2 separate regions of the Mus musculus genome follow, and region 2 is linked to region 1. A link is a contact called in public HiChIP or PLAC-seq data. All regions are on one chromosome and are shown on one strand. Each heading gives the region's core, a stretch centred on a gene start, on an enhancer-like site or on the middle of the called end of the contact. The rest is flanking DNA. Distances are from core to core; before and after follow the strand shown.

Evidence for each region. HiChIP or PLAC-seq counts read pairs in DNA pulled down with a chosen protein or histone mark.
Region 2: an HNF4G HiChIP or PLAC-seq map of pancreatic cancer cells shows a contact between it and region 1. The contact joins two enhancer-like sites. A contact is called at or near these places in 5 of 39 promoter capture datasets (cranial neural crest, frontonasal cranial neural crest, liver and 2 more), 1 of 15 datasets of contacts at CTCF or cohesin (the NIH/3T3 cell line), 4 of 484 Hi-C or Micro-C datasets (Sertoli cells, embryonic fibroblasts and muscle stem cells), 15 of 115 datasets of contacts at active chromatin or transcription factors (craniofacial prominence, embryonic basal ganglia, embryonic forebrain and 12 more) and 1 of 9 other capture datasets (embryonic stem cells).

What each region holds. Positions count from the first base shown.
Region 1 is chr7:112,443,041-112,447,635 of GRCm38.p6, reverse strand. All of the region lies in intron 1 of Parva (parvin, alpha), which reads right to left. Among named protein-coding and RNA genes, the nearest start is that of Gm45998, 6.1 kb to the left of the region's middle. Within about 2 kb of position 2,810, at least 43 of the 459 cell types and tissues checked have an H3K27ac peak or open chromatin away from gene starts, as enhancers often do. A contact at or near this core is called in pancreatic cancer cells, where this site is marked.
Region 2 is chr7:112,658,645-112,663,122 of GRCm38.p6, reverse strand. No RefSeq gene overlaps it. Among named protein-coding and RNA genes, the nearest start is that of Gm40451, 14 kb to the left of the region's middle. Within about 2 kb of position 2,587, at least 26 of the 459 cell types and tissues checked have an H3K27ac peak or open chromatin away from gene starts, as enhancers often do. A contact at or near this core is called in pancreatic cancer cells, where this site is marked.

The sequences.
Region 1 (4,595 bases), core at 1,561-4,060:
TTATAGTCATAGGAAGGGAAGTAACACATGTTATCAAACTATTCTATACATCACTTACATGTATACATTTTAATCTTTAGTTTGGAGCCAAAGCTATCTATATTTCAGGCAAGCAACCTGTAGTTTAATTATGAAAGTCACAAACGTATGACCATTTGCTTAACAAAATATTTCAGGAATATGGTAACTCTATAAGATGAAATGTGCCTAACTCAAGGTGAATCATGTCTCTACTTCCCTCTGCCAATGTCAAAAATGAAGAAGAGGAGATGGCTTCAATGGTCAGCTTTCTGGCTAATACTCAAGGGATGCTCATGAATTCTGTGGACTTTAAAGAACTGGTGCCCAGTTAGACATCCAAGTGGCCAGAAAGCACGTGAAAAGTTACTCAAGATCAGCCACCAAGGAAACACAAATAGAAGCAAAGGATGGTATCATGAGAAAGATGGACACTAACAAGTGTTGATGAGGACAGGAGGGAACTGGTCTCCTCATACACAGCTCGTGAGAACAGGCCCACACACCTTTTTTGCATATGTATGTGTTTGCTGTGTGTGCCTTTGCACATGCATACAGTGTGCATATTCACATTTGTGTCAATGTGAGGAGACCAGAAGGTGATGGGAATCTTCCTCTGTCACTCTTCCACCCTACTCTTTGAGACAGAGTCTCACGGTCAAGCCTGGGACTGGTTGTTTTGACCAGTCTCACTTCCCAGCTTACTCAGGGGTTGGTTCTCTTCTAAGATTGAACCTGGCCTTCTAAGGTACCTTCTACCTTCTAAGATTGAACTTACAGGTAAACTGCCACGACCCCTGGCACTTATGTATGTTGTAGAGGTACAAACACCGGTCCCCTTGATTGTACAGCAGGCACTTAACCACCTAGTAACCTCTGCAACCCAATTATTGATCTGTTTGGCAATTTCTCAAAATATCAAACATGGTGATTACCATATAGCCCAGCAATGTCTCTTTTAGGTACCCAAGGGAGATGAAAACACAGAGCCGTACAAATATTTACATGTCAAAATTCAAAGTGCTAATTTGTAATAGGTTAAACAAAACAAAAGCAAAAACAACCTTCGTCCACCAGCTGATGAGTAAGTACATCTATCCAAATGAACATTTCCCAGCCATAAAAAGAAATGAAATTCTGACACATGCTAATATGTGGCCACCTTGACAATATTATGTATGCTAAGAGATCAGATGCAGAAAGTTGCATTGTATAAATAGAAGCAATGTCTAAAACAAGTGTTCTAGTTTCTGTTGCTATAATCAAACGCTCTGACCAGAATTTAGGGGAAGAAAGGGTTTATTTCAGCTTCCACTTCCAGGTCACAGTATATCACTGAGAGAAGTCAAGGCAGGAACCGGAAGGCAAGCCTTCTTGCTAATCCACACAGCATCTTGGCCAAAGGAACTCCCTTCACAGCGGAAGTACACAGGAACTTTGTGTACCTTATTGTTTGCTAGGTGGCTTGTAGGCTGTTATACTCAGCTTGCTTTCTTACATAGTTGGGGACCACCTGTCTAGGGATGATGCTGCCCATGATGGGCTGGACCTTCCTACAACAATTAACAATCAAGATAATTCTCCAGTCATGCCCACAGGCCAATATGATGCAGGCCATTCCTCAGCTGAGGCTATCTATGTCAAGCTGATCTTAAAGCTATCCAGGACAGTAAGCAAATCCATGGAAATAAAGAGTAGACTGAGGTAGAGGGATGGGGAAGCAGGCAGAGAAAACATCTTCAACTTATAGCAATGATTGTACAACAGCAAACACAACACCTTTAGGTTATATCTCAGTATAGATTTTTTTTTTTAATTACCATTCCTCTATAGGGACCAGTCTTTCCTCTGGCTTTCAACTCCCAGCAGAGACCTAAAATGTGCATTCCCACCTCACGAGAAGCTACGTGAAGACAAGGTACTACTGCATGACAGTATCATGACACCCAGGTTAATGAACCTGCAAGTTAAGGCAAGAGGCCCTAAGGTAAGAGGTCTGGGCAAGAAGGGTGGCTTGGGAGGGATCAGCGCACCAGGCAGGAGCGGAATCTGTCATTCACACTCCCTCCATCCTCCCCATCAAACACAATCTTCCAACCCCAGAGGTTCAGAAGAGGCTGTTAGATTTTTTTTTTTTCACACAAGAACACCATGAATCACAATTCCCAGAACCAGCAATCCTGAAAGGGCTAGGTAGCCAGGAGTCCAAATGACTTCAATTGATGTCATAGACTGGAAAAGCTGACAGTCAGGCCTTCCAAAATGAAAGTCAATTGCCAACCATGAAATTCATGGCCCCTGGACTCCTCTTCCCCACCTGCTTCAACACCAATTTAAGCAATTCTGAACTCTGATCTCTGTGGTAGAATGTCCCCGATTTATTGAAGTGTCGGGTCCCAATTGTGTTAACATCCACCTCTGGCAGGGCCATTACTAGGCGTGAATCTGGGTGCCCATCACCCTGTCACATTAGCACAGTGACAATCAGAAGCAACAAATCAATCTTCTCCTTCGGAGTCACCAGGGAGCCTTGCAATTTCCCATAATGACGGGAGTGAGGAAAAGCAGGTGAGGCGTCATTTTTCCTCCGGGAGACTGGACAGGCGCTGGAGGGGCTACCGAGCCCACCAGGACGCCTTGCAACCCTCAGCCAAGACGCAGCTGCAGCTCCCTGACAAGGGCTACACCCTCAGACTTGCTTTACATTGGAACTGGGTTACCCTCCCCCTGTGTTTTGCAAACAACCTCAAAACTGTCAGCTCCTGCTGCCCAGGCTTCTCCCAGCTGTCACTATTAACTACCTGTCATCTGCAGGTCTGCTCCACCAGGGCTGCGAGCCAGGAAGGGTGTGTATGTGTACTCAGCCTTATGGTAAATAGGAAAATTCCTTCCAGCAGAGAGGACTGTTTATTTCCAAGCCTGAGGTGCGAGGGAGCGGGGTGAATAGGGCAAGAAGCTGGAGGCTCCTTTGTGAACACCCTCTCGGGGCCTCATGGAGCCAGTGAAATTGTGATTCTGTAGTGGTTATCAACAGCTCAAGCTGTTACTCAGTGAGGAGCCCAGCCTGCTGGCCTTTCTCCTCAGGACCCTGCATCTGAGACTGTGCCCCGGATTCCCATAAGTCTCTCTGATTCAAGGCCGTGACGGTTAATCGTGACTGTCAACTTAACTGGATTTAGGATCACCATAGAAACACATCCCTGAGTGTATCTATGAAGACGTGTCCAGAAAGGTTTTTACAGAACAGCAAAGAGCCATCCTGGATTGTGGGTGGCACCATCCCATGGGGTAGGGTCCAAGACAAAATAAAAAGGAGGCAGTGGGCACCAGCATTGTTTCCCTCTGCATCCTGCCTGCAGGTGCGATATGGCTGGCTGGCTCATGCTCCTGCTGCCATGGCCTCTTTCCCATAAATGCACCCTGGAACTGTGAGCCAAGTTAAGCTAGCTTCCTTCCTTCCTCCCTCCCTCCCTCCCTCCCTCCCTTCCTTCCTTCCTTCCTTCCTTCCTTCCTTCCACCAGGTATTTTGTCCCAGCAACAAGAAAGATGGTAATAGAAAAACTAAGGCATGTGACAGATACTGTTCAGAGTCTCTGTTCAGAATGCCCACACCTGCTGCCTTAGTGCCTCATCTTCTACCTCCTCTTCTGCCTGCAGCCCCCATAGTCATGCAAGCCAAGGCAAACATTGACTGTAGAATCACTATTCTGAATCAAGAAGTCAGGGGACTCTGCAATTAGCAGAGTTAATATCCTACCAATGAAGGTGTTATGGAGAGAGGGGAACATGGAGCCTGCTACACTGAGCCTCCTGAGTCATGGGGTACCCACAACCTGCATTCACATCATGGTAGAAACAACCCATGCCAGCCCAATGTGGCCACCTCCAGGTCACCTCAGCTATACTTGGTGCAGAGCGTCACTCCTGACTGCAGAGAGCTGAACTGTGCTTGCCACAGCACAGCTGAGAGCAGTGGTGTTAATAAGTACTGTGGCTACATCTGCTACAAAGTGACCCCCAGAAACACTCCCTGAAGTATGGGGTGTGACAGACACGTGCTCCAGCAGGCTCAGGTCCACAGCAGATGTGACCCATCTGATGATTAACTTCTGTCCCAGATGCAGGTCACCTGCAAAACCCACTTGTCAACAGAAGGAAGCGGAGGAGATGGCACAGTCAAGTGCTTCCTCGCAAGCACAAAGATGTGAGTTCAGTCCCCAGAACTCACATATATCAGCAAAAGCCCAAATGGCATGATAGTATGTGCTTAGAATCCTAACCTTGGAGGGGAGATGGAGACAGGCAGGTCCCTAGGGATCACTGGCCTGCTAGCCTAGACTTCTTGGCAAGTTCTGGGCCAATAAGAGACACTATCTCAAAAGGCAGTGATTAGTGCTTAGGGAACAGCAGTCCAAGCTGCCCCACTTCCTACAGACACCCGTGGGCTTTGCCATGGTTTGTATGGGCCCTTTGGTCACCTCCTTATTGGTTTTTGTTTTTGAAGACAGGGTTTCTCTATGTAACCCTGGCTGTCCTCGACCAGGCTAGTCTTGCTATTTTATTTTAAGACTGGGTTT
Region 2 (4,478 bases), core at 1,338-3,837, 220 kb before region 1:
GCTATATGACCTCACTTCTCTAATGGACCTTGGAAGAAGGGGTTGAATTTCCAATTTACTTAGCTTTTTGTCATTGTGAGGAGGGAGGCTTCTGGCTTTTTACATGCCAGACCGGAAACGTAGCTTTTACGTTGGATGCTTATGTGGATTACAGTCTGCTCTCATAGTTCAGGAAGTTTACATTGCTCCACAGTCAGCTATGGGCTCAGAACTTCCTCTCTGAGGGCTCCACAGAGGTTGAAATCCTGTGTATGTATGTATAGTCTTCCAGACTTCCAGTGGTTTTGCGTGACTTTTATTTTTAAGCTCAGCCTCTTAGTAGCTGCCCCTCTGGGGCAAAGGAACTTATTACTCAGACTGGCTTTAAGCAGCCTATTCAAGCAAAACTTCACCTTGTAATGATGACCTGTGTGAAGCCCAGGGGTATCCTTCACGCCCAGCCCCACATCCTACATGTGGGGTAGCCTTGAGCATGTGCAATGTCTCAGTGTTGACTCAGTCACAGCGGGCCTCTTGCCCTGGTTCTGTCAAACTTCTGTCTCTTCTGTTGGTTTGCTCACGTTACTGAGCAAGCGGCCTCCTTCCTCTTTGTCATCTTTCACCTCATCTTCAAGGTCTCCATGCTCTCAGATGGTGCAATGGTTTGAATGAGAGTTCCTGTGTAGGCTCATAAATTTGCATGCTTAGTCACCAGTTGGTAGAAGTTTGGGAAGAGTTAGGAGATGTGGCCTTGTTGAAGGAGGTATATCACTGGGGGTAGGCTTGGGGGTTCCCAAAAAGCTCACTCTGGGCCCCTTCTCCCCACCTCCTACTTCCTCCTCCCCCCTCCCACCCTACCCCCACCCCTACCTACAGATGAGGATGTGTAGTTCTCAGCTACTACTGCAACGCCATGTCTGTCTATCCTTGGCATGATGTTAATAGACTGACTCTCTAAAACTATAAGCCATCTCCCAGTTAAATGATGTCTTTTATAAGAGTTGCCTTGGTCATGGTGTCTCTTCACAGTGATAGAACAATAACTAAGGTAGACAGGTGTAAAGTTTTTTACTCTCTGTTCCAGACAGTTCCTCCCATACAGGCCCCATAGATCTTTCTTCTTCCCATGTATAGCCTCTGCTTTATTCCACCAAATCTGGGATGGAGACCCACTTTGTAAGTGGGCCATGCCTTTTTATGCAGAGAAGGAACAGGAGGGTAGTTGTCCTCCTTTCCTCTTGTAATGCTTTCTACATGGAAAACTCACCCTACGAGCACATGAAGTAGGGGTGGTGTGGGTTTGGGGTGGTGGCAGCTTATCTGATATTTGTAGCTTACCATATGTGAGGACAGTGTTAAACATGGAAGTACACACTGAATGAAAGGAAAACTGTAGTCCTCTTGGCTGTTTTGTTGTACAGTAGAACCTCTAGTACTAGGTTGATGGCATTGGATGGGGAGTGGCAGGTGAATCCACAGCCTCCTAGAATGAGAAGGTAGAGAGGAGTCTCATTATTTGTTTCTTTCTTTGGGGTATCTGTGAGAGAAAGCAACTTAGGGAAGAAAAGAAGGGGTTGTTCTGGCTCACAGTTTAAGGGGGTACAGTACTCCACAGTGGGAAAGTGTGGCTACAGAAATGTGATACGGCCAGTCACACTGTGCCCAGTGATGCTTAGCTCGCTGTCATTTCTCTCTCCTTTTTATTCATACCAGTACCCTAGCCTATGGGATGCTACTACCCATATTCAGAAGAGTCTTATCCCTTCTTGGGTTAAATCTCTTGGGAAACATCCTCCCAGAAACATTCAGAAATGTGTCTACAGATGACTCTACATCCCATCAAGTTAAGGATAAGGATCAGCCATCCCTGGGGTCTTAAAGGAGCCCTCACTGGCTTGGAACTCTCTAAGATCAGCAGGGCCTCCAATCTTCCACTCCTCCTCTGCTGCCCAAGTGCTAGGAGTTTAGGTGTCCATCACCATACCCTGTCTACCTGATTAACAGCTATTTCCCCCTTTAATAGAGAACCACAGAGGTAGGAGTGGATATAAGAGAGAGTGCAAGCTGTTCATTCTTTTGTTAGGCATAGTAGTTCACATCCTAGCACCCTGAAGGCAAAGGCATTAAGATCAAGAGTTCAAGGCCAGCCTGGGCTACATAAAAAGTTCTAGATCTGTCCGAGCTACTTAATGAAACCTTTTGTAGAAAAGCTGGAATGAAAGAAGAAAAAGAAAAAGAGGAAGAAGAGAAAGAGCTAGGCGTGGTGGTCTACTTGGCGAAGGAGGTACAAGGCCAGCCTGAGCTGTATAAGACTCTTGTTTCAAAAACAATGAACAAATAGAAAACCAAAACCAAACCAAACATACAAAACTCCCAGAGATTCCCATGTGTGGTTAGATGTCACAGTTGGGATTGTCGCTACCATATTGTCCCTGTGTGTGAGGGTGTGAAGGCACTGCTTAAGAGCCACTGTCTTGGGAGAGTGGAACCCTAGTTTAGAGTGCAGGAACCAACTGGCAGAGGTATTGGTCTTCCTAATAATAGCACAGGATCCAGGGGAGGACTCTGCTCCATAGTTCCAAGTGAGAAAGGCAAGCAGGCTATCTGTCACATGCTGCAAGCAGGGCCAGCAAGGGGAGGACTGGTAGGAGCCTGTGACAGTATCCAGGGTAGGGCTGGGAAGGAATGCTAGATAAGAAGGCTAGAGACCGGATGCCCAGGAGGGAAGGCTGCTGGAAGGGGGGTGGGGGGGTGGGGGGGGGTGGAGCTGTGCTTGAATCCCAGCAATGATGGCTAGTTGGGTGTAGGGTTTTAGCCTTTTGAGTACTGGAAAACTCTAACTAACTAAATATTTTTTAAAAAGAGCAAACAAAACAAAGAAAATAAAACAAAACACAAAACAAAGAAACAGGAAGGAGAAATTCAGTTTTGTTGTCCTGGGATCTCCCTCCAGGAGTGCCCTCTGGTAGATAAAGCTGTGGGGTGGAGCCTGCTTCTCTTCAAGGCGGCTCTGCAGGTCCTGGGTTTGGACCATGCAAACCAAAGAAATGCACGTGTAAAAAGGTTTGCACCCACAATTCCCACACCCCATCTGGGAACAGGAGCTCTGACAAAAGCCTGTGTGCATCTGAACTATGACAGAAACTGCAGAATCAGAGTTGCCCAAGAAACCTGGCATCCAGTGTGCTCTGGGCAGCGGAACCTCTCAAAAAGGCAGCCGCTCACTCTTCATTACTGTGCAATCTAAGACCATTTCAGGCAGAGAGGCAGGGGACTGCAGGAGTCCATTAATGCTGAAGGCTGTGACGATAATGGCACCTTAGTGTGACCCCAAGTTCATTCAGGCCTCATTAAAGATGCTCCCTGTAGGCAACTTTGGTAGTTGTTTAGATTAGAAACTGCTATTTTTAAATGATAGTTATCACTTTGGTGGAATGAGAGAGAGATGACAGTCACAAGCACAAACATGCATTTATTTATGAATTTCTTTCTTTCTTTCTTTCTTTCTTTCTTTCTTTCTTTTTTTGTTTGTTACGGTTGGTTTTGTTTTTTTTGAGATAGAGTCTCCTTGAACTCCCAGAAATTCACTGCCAGGCTCTGCCTTAAAAGTGCTGGAATTAAAGGTGTATGCCACCATTCCTGGATTTTTTGTTTTTGACTGGAACTCATGTACCCCCTGCTTATTTGGATAACTGGTATAGACCAGTTTGCCCAGTTAGTGTGGTACTGAGGATGGAACCCAGGACTCCTTTTAAAAACTTTAAGATTTTATTTATTTTGTGCTCTGCCTAAGTGTATGTGCAGTACATGCCCCATACTCTTAAAATTCAGATGAGGTCATTGGATCCCTTGGAACTAGAGTTATAGTTAGTGTGAGCAGCCAAGTGAGTGTTGGGAACTGAGCCTGGGTCCTCTTCAAGAGCAACAAGTGTTCTTAACTGCTGAGCCTTTTCCCCAGCTGGAACCCAGGGCTTCTTGCATGCAGCCTCCCAATCTTCCTAAATCCGAGGAAGAGCGAACCTCACAGAAGAGAAAGGAAATAGACACAAGAACAGTGATGGACTACAGTTGAGAACTCCAGAACATTGCATATTTCGATTGATTGACAACTGACCCTTCAATTTAGTGGCTTAAAATCATGGGCTAAAGACACAGTTGGTAGAAGCCATCATGCATGAAGCCCTGGCTTCCATACCTAGCACTGCCTAAACAGAACATGGTGCCATGCATCGCTACAATCAGGAGGTGGAGGCAGGAGGATCCCATTCTATGTGAGACCCTACCTCAAAAAATGAAAAAGATGCCGGGTAGCGGTGGCGCATGCCTTTAATCCCAGCACTTGGGAGGCAGAGGCAAGCAGATTTCTGAGTTCGAGGCCAGCCTGGTCTACAGAGTGAGTTCCAGGACAGCCGGGGCTACACAGAGAAACCCTGTCTCAAAAAAAAAAAAAAAAAAAAAAAAAAAAAGAAAAGAAAAGAAAAGAAAGAAAGAGAAGCTGA